Linked DNA regions of Mus musculus: region 1 is linked to region 2. A link is a contact called in public promoter capture Hi-C data. All regions are on one chromosome and are shown on one strand. The core of a region is the stretch at or near the end of the contact, and the rest is flanking DNA. Distances in the headings are between cores, read along the strand shown.

Region 1 (2,700 bases), core at 197-2,696, 290 kb after region 2:
GATGTGAGAAGGCTACCTACGGTGATGTCCAATTCTCTGCCTGTTGATTTTAAAACTAACAATCAATGTTTTAAAATTTGTATTTTTAGGACCAACTGACATGGCAATGGATTAGTCTGCCACATTTTCTGTGTACTCCTCTGCTGGTGGCACATGGATCATCTCCATGCTTTGCCTACCGCAGAGAAAGGGTCCATGAGTGTGCATAACTGATTGAGCTCCTGTTAGGTCCTGAGGCTAAGCTCACAGCAGAGCACTGGGCTCCACAATCGTCCTGCCAGGAGCTTGTTATAGTGACCTTCCCTTAACATTGTAGGGAGGTGTGTCTCTGAGTTTTCAATTCTGTCCTAGCAGAGAACTAAGAGCCCAGGATCCGTGCACAGGATCAGGGAGCCATGGTGGTAGAGACAGTATAGAGGCCCAGAGAAGGGGACAGTGCAGCCACTGGCCACCCATTTCCATCCTGCCAGCCACCAGTGCAGGGGTGCAGGGGGCAGGGAGACTGGTCCAGTGATGGCCATCTTAAGAATGCCTTGACGGATTAAAACTGATAATGTTCTGGCATGTGTATCCATTAAAGTTCAACACATTTTCAAAGGTTATAACATAGTACATGTTACAGGTATGCCTTACAATCCCACAAGTCAGATAGTTCTAGAAAGGTCTAACCATACTTTAAAGGAGATATGCATGAGCAGAGGGGAGGTTATGAGATCTCCCAGAGAGAGATTACATAATGCTTCATTTACTTTACGTTTTTAAAATATTAATGAGACAGATGGCGCAGCTGCTGAAGATTTAGACATTTTAGAAAGGAGTGCTGAATTAAATTACCCTGTATACTTTAATGATACGTTGACCTCAGAATGGTAGTCAGGAAATATGTTGCATTGGCAAAGAAGATAAGCTTTTGCTTCAAGAGGAAGCAACAATCTATGGATTCTTTCAAAGTTAATAAAGATTAGACTTGACTGTGGGAGACCTTCTGAAAATCTTGGCTCCTGACATGAAAGATGTGAAGAAAGAGACCCAGAAAAACTACAAAACAGATGACATGAAGGACAGTCCCTGGTTTTGGGAACAGCTAAGAGACCAGCTGAGACACGCATGTCTCTGGAGAAGCCAATGAATTTGTTTGACTACCTGGTTCTCATCCTTTCATCTGTCATGGCGGGCGATTTATTCTACAGCTTGATGATATGTTCAAACAGACGTAGAAGATTGACAGATGCATTTCATCTGCTCAAACATAGAGCAAAGAAATTATCATTAGCTGATAATGTGTACACTGCACATTCCATGCATGTGTTAATACAGAAATGTCCTTACAATGTTACCTATAAAAGTTTATGTGCTTTCAGAGCCAACTGAAAAGACACCACTGAAGACAAAGCATCTAGCCCCAGGGGACCCAGCCTCACAGACTGCCTCAATTGCTGTTTCCTCAAAAATTGTATCCAGGACAGTTTCAAAGTGTCCAGCCTCATACAATGTCTCTGCCAGGACTTCAGTTACATCCCACACTTTCCTATCCCACAGAGCCTGAACAGCAAAGGAGACAGCCAAGTCTCCCAAGACTTGTCCAATATCACGGTTTTCTAGGATCCCCCCCACCTCAAAAAAAAAAAACTGTCGCCCCAGACTTCAGGAAGCAATTTTAAGAACATAACACCCTCATTCCCAAGAGGTGGTTAGTGGGTTTCGGTCATTCAGTGGGTTATGGATGTGTGTAGTCATTTAGTGGGATTGGTTTCAAGTTGTTACTCGTCATTATCAAGGAGGAAACAAAGGAAACCAGGGACGTCTTTCTATCTCCCCCATCCTTCTTCCCCTCCCACTAGTGTTAGGGGGGGAAGATGAGTAAATCAGGACATAAGGGGATGAAAAAGAACAAAGAAAGGCATGTTATTGTACCTCCTTTTAGACGAGTAAAGCAAAAGCCCTCAAACACTTTAGATTGATGGGGATTTTTGTATGATGATAAAAACTTAATGCTATATTCGCTATACCATACATTGTATATGATTCAACTCTTGTGTAAGTTATATGTGAGTATGCAACTCATTTGAAAATGTAAAGTTCTAGTTTTATGAAAACTACTATTGTAAAACTGTTAATGATAATTAAGAAATGGAAGTTAATAACCATCTATAAATAATCAAGCTTATAGTCATGTTGGGGACTAATTTACTTAGTTACAGAAATAAGCCTTATTTAACTTCCTGTATGTTTTCTTTTTTTCTTTTTCTTTTTCCCCCGAGACAGGGTTTCTCTTTGTAGCCCTGGCTGTCCTGGAACTCACTCTGTAGACCAGACTGGCCTCGAACTCAGAAATCTGTCTGCCTCTGCCTCCCGAGTGCTGGGATTAAAGGCATGCGCCACCACCACCTGGCCCTGTATATGTTTTCAATGTTAAGCAGAAAGTCAATAGCTAGAAACAAGCAATATTTGTCAGTCACAAAGCAAGATACAAGAAAACTGAAATAACCCCATGTATCCTATCAGACTACCATGGATTAAAGCTGGACTTCAACAACAAGAGATACAACAGAAACCCTACACACTCATGGAAATTGAACAACTCTCCAATCAATGACCAGTGGGTCAGAAAAGAAAAAAGAAGTTAAATACCTTCCAAAATACAATGAAAATGAAGGCACAACATAACCCAAACTTATGGGACAGCATTAAAGCAGTGCT
Region 2 (2,700 bases), core at 122-2,621:
TCTCCCTATGGTATAGACCAGACTGGCTTGGAATTTGGAGCAATCCACCAGTCTGTTTCCCAAGTACTGGGGTTAATTGCATGTACCATGTCTTACTCCAGGAATTTCATTTATTTGCTATTTTGGGAATGTGATTCAGGACCTTACACATAAGCTAGGCAAACATATTACCACTGAGCTACATCTCCAGCCAGAAAGCTTTTTGTTCATACTTTCCTTTTCCTTCTCTTTTCTTTTTTCTTTTTCTTTCTTTTTTCTTTCTTTCTTTCTTTCTTTCTTTCTTTCTTTCTTTCTTTCTTTCTTTCTTTCTTTTTTTTTTTTAAGACAGAGTTTCTCTGTGCAGCCCTGGCTGTCCTGGAACTCACTCTGTAGACCAGGCTGGCCTCAAACTCAGAAATCCGCCTGCCTCTGCCTCACATGTGCTGGGATTAAAGGCGTGCGCCACCACTGCCTGGCTTTTTTTTTTTTCCCCCATTTTTAAAACAGATTCTCACTTATGTGGTCCTGACTGTTCTGGAATTTAATGCAGAGACCAGTCTGGCCTTGAATTCACAAAGAATTGCCTGTCCCCCTACCCCGCAGATGTGTCTAGCCAGAAAGCTTTTGAAATGGCATTTTGAGCAGCAGTGAATGAATTTTCTGCAGTGGAGGGTGAAGGATAAAGCTAGGAATATTTGTTGGAGTCTGATGCTGGAAGACCTTCCCAGGACTCTCAGTTGCCCTATGGGAAATGACAGAATTAATAGCAGCATGGGTGGGGGTGGGGGGCATCAAACTACACTAAGGGATAAGAGGCCCAGTGATTTGTCCTAGGTCTTCTGGTAGGGACATGACAAAGCCAGCCCTGGCAGCTAGAGCACTGGCTCCTCCATATCTCACCTTTGTCTCAAGCAGCTGGGGTTCACACCCTAGGGGTGGGGCAGGCAGTCAGGAGTGATTGTTTTGTTAGAAGGTTTTACTGTGTGTGTGTATGTGTGTGTCCCAGAACAATGTCTCATCTTCTGTGTGTCTATGGGCACAAGGTTTGCCAAATCTAGAGAATGGGTAATAATAGAATAATTTGGGGTCAAAACTGGGGATCAGTGGTCAGGACAGAGCTCGGTTTTCTCGGTTAAATCCTGGAGTCTGCAGTCCAAAGAAGACCCTTGCTTGCGGGAATGTGAGTTCAGTTTAGGACACACGCATCCTGAGGTTTCTTTGAGACGCCTGTAGAAGAGGATCACAGCTGGGGTGAGGTGACAAGAGAATGTTCTCTCTCAGGTGGGAAGAGTAGGAGACAGTTTAGTCCATCCCGGAGGAGGGGGCGGAGACCGCTGCGTCCAGCGGCCCCTTTAATCGGGGGCGCGCGCTGGCCAGCCCGCGCGCTCTCGCCTCCGTCACCGGGCCGGAGCGGGAGCCGGAGCCGAGCCGAGGCCAGAGCGGGAGGAATGGAGCCCTCCCGCGCGCCCGTGCTGCGCCGCCTGCTGCCGCCGCTACTGCTCTTGCTGCTGCCACTGTACCCCCGCACCCGGGCCAAGTACGTGCGGGGCAACCTCAGCTCCAAAGAGGTGAGCACACCGAGCCATCTCCTAGCGTTCCCTGGCCCGCGGGACCCAAGAGGGGATGATGCCGCCCCGCCCCCTGCGCCCCTCCCGGGCCGGGGCGTGAGGAATGGGGGCCCGGACCAGGGAGAAGGCTGTGGGTTGGGGGTTGCATGGTGGCTGTCGAGGCCAGCCTGGGTGGGGAGGGTCGGTAGGCAGAGTCAGAGTTACGGGGAACAGAGCTGCACCATGGTGGTGCTGAAGGGACAGCACCCCTCACTCCACCAAGTGGAGGTTGCCTGGCCTGCTCAGGACCAGCAAGGAAGGTTTGGGAGATTGCCCAGGATGTCATGATGGCATGGTTTGTGGGACCACCTTGGGGCTGCTCTCTCTCTCTCTCTCTCTCTCTCTCTCTCTCTCTCTCTCTCTCTCTCTCTCTCTCTCTCTCTCTCTCTCTCTCTCTCTCTCAGCATGTGTGTGCATGTGTGTGTGTAACTGGGGGAATGCAGCTGAGAAAGAGTCCAGGACAGATGGTGGTGGGGATGTGCACCTGGCCATCCCTGGTCTTTTTCAGTGTGTCTGGAAGATGGGGAGGAGGAGGACGGGGGTGGGGGGGAAAGAAACTTGAGGGACATCTGAGGGAGAAAACCAGGGCAGCAGAAAATCGGACACACAGCAAAAGGATCTGGAAAGAATTCTGGAGGTGACTTAGCTGCTTTGTGGTGTTTGGGAAGCTAAGTGGCTTTGGGTAGAGAAGAAAAGTTGAGGGTCTGTGGGTAGGGTCAAGCTGAGTTCTTGAAGGACTCAGATCTCACTGGATTCTTTTTGCCAGGATTGGGTGTTCCTGACAAGATTTTGTTTCCTTTCGGATTATGGACGACTGGACTTCCGATTCCGATACCCCGAGGTGAGTCTCCCTAGCCACTCTCCTTAGCTGAGGCTGGACACTCCCTTGGCCCTCCTTGGCAAAAGCTCTCCAACTGCTATAAACACCCCAACCGCCAAATCTCTGGGTCTTCAGGCTAAGTGCTGTCAGAACATCCTCCTCTACTTTGACGACCCATCCCAGTGGCCAGCGGTGTACAAGGCAAGGGACAAGGTGAGAGCTGTGAAGAGTGGGTATGTGAGGGGTGTCCAGGGACAGAAGGCCACAGCCATTCAGAGGGTGACCATGCCTCTG

The links. Promoter capture Hi-C pulls out the DNA fragments that hold promoters and counts their contacts.
Region 1: a promoter capture Hi-C map of pre-B cells shows a contact between it and region 2, with 2.0 times the contacts expected there. The contact joins the enhancer-like site here to the promoter of Tmem145 in region 2. A contact is called at or near these places in 15 of 39 promoter capture datasets (the 3T3-L1 cell line, 3T3-L1-derived adipocytes, the C10 cell line and 9 more), 5 of 484 Hi-C or Micro-C datasets (the N1E-115 cell line, cerebral cortex, embryonic stem cells and 1 more), 4 of 115 datasets of contacts at active chromatin or transcription factors (bone marrow-derived macrophages, embryonic stem cells and stem cell-derived neural progenitor cells) and 1 of 9 other capture datasets (macrophages).

What each region holds. Positions count from the first base shown.
Region 1 is chr7:25,593,160-25,595,859 of GRCm38.p6, forward strand. No RefSeq gene overlaps it. Among named protein-coding and RNA genes, the nearest start is that of Gm51473, 7.8 kb to the right of the region's middle. Within about 2 kb of position 1,447, at least 6 of the 459 cell types and tissues checked have an H3K27ac peak or open chromatin away from gene starts, as enhancers often do. A contact at or near this core is called in pre-B cells, where this site is marked.
Region 2 is chr7:25,304,737-25,307,436 of GRCm38.p6, forward strand. Tmem145 (transmembrane protein 145) reads left to right here and starts at 1,372. Exons shown (of 15, transcript NM_183311.2): 1 at 1,372-1,547; 2 at 2,353-2,427; 3 at 2,542-2,619. The coding sequence starts at 1,428.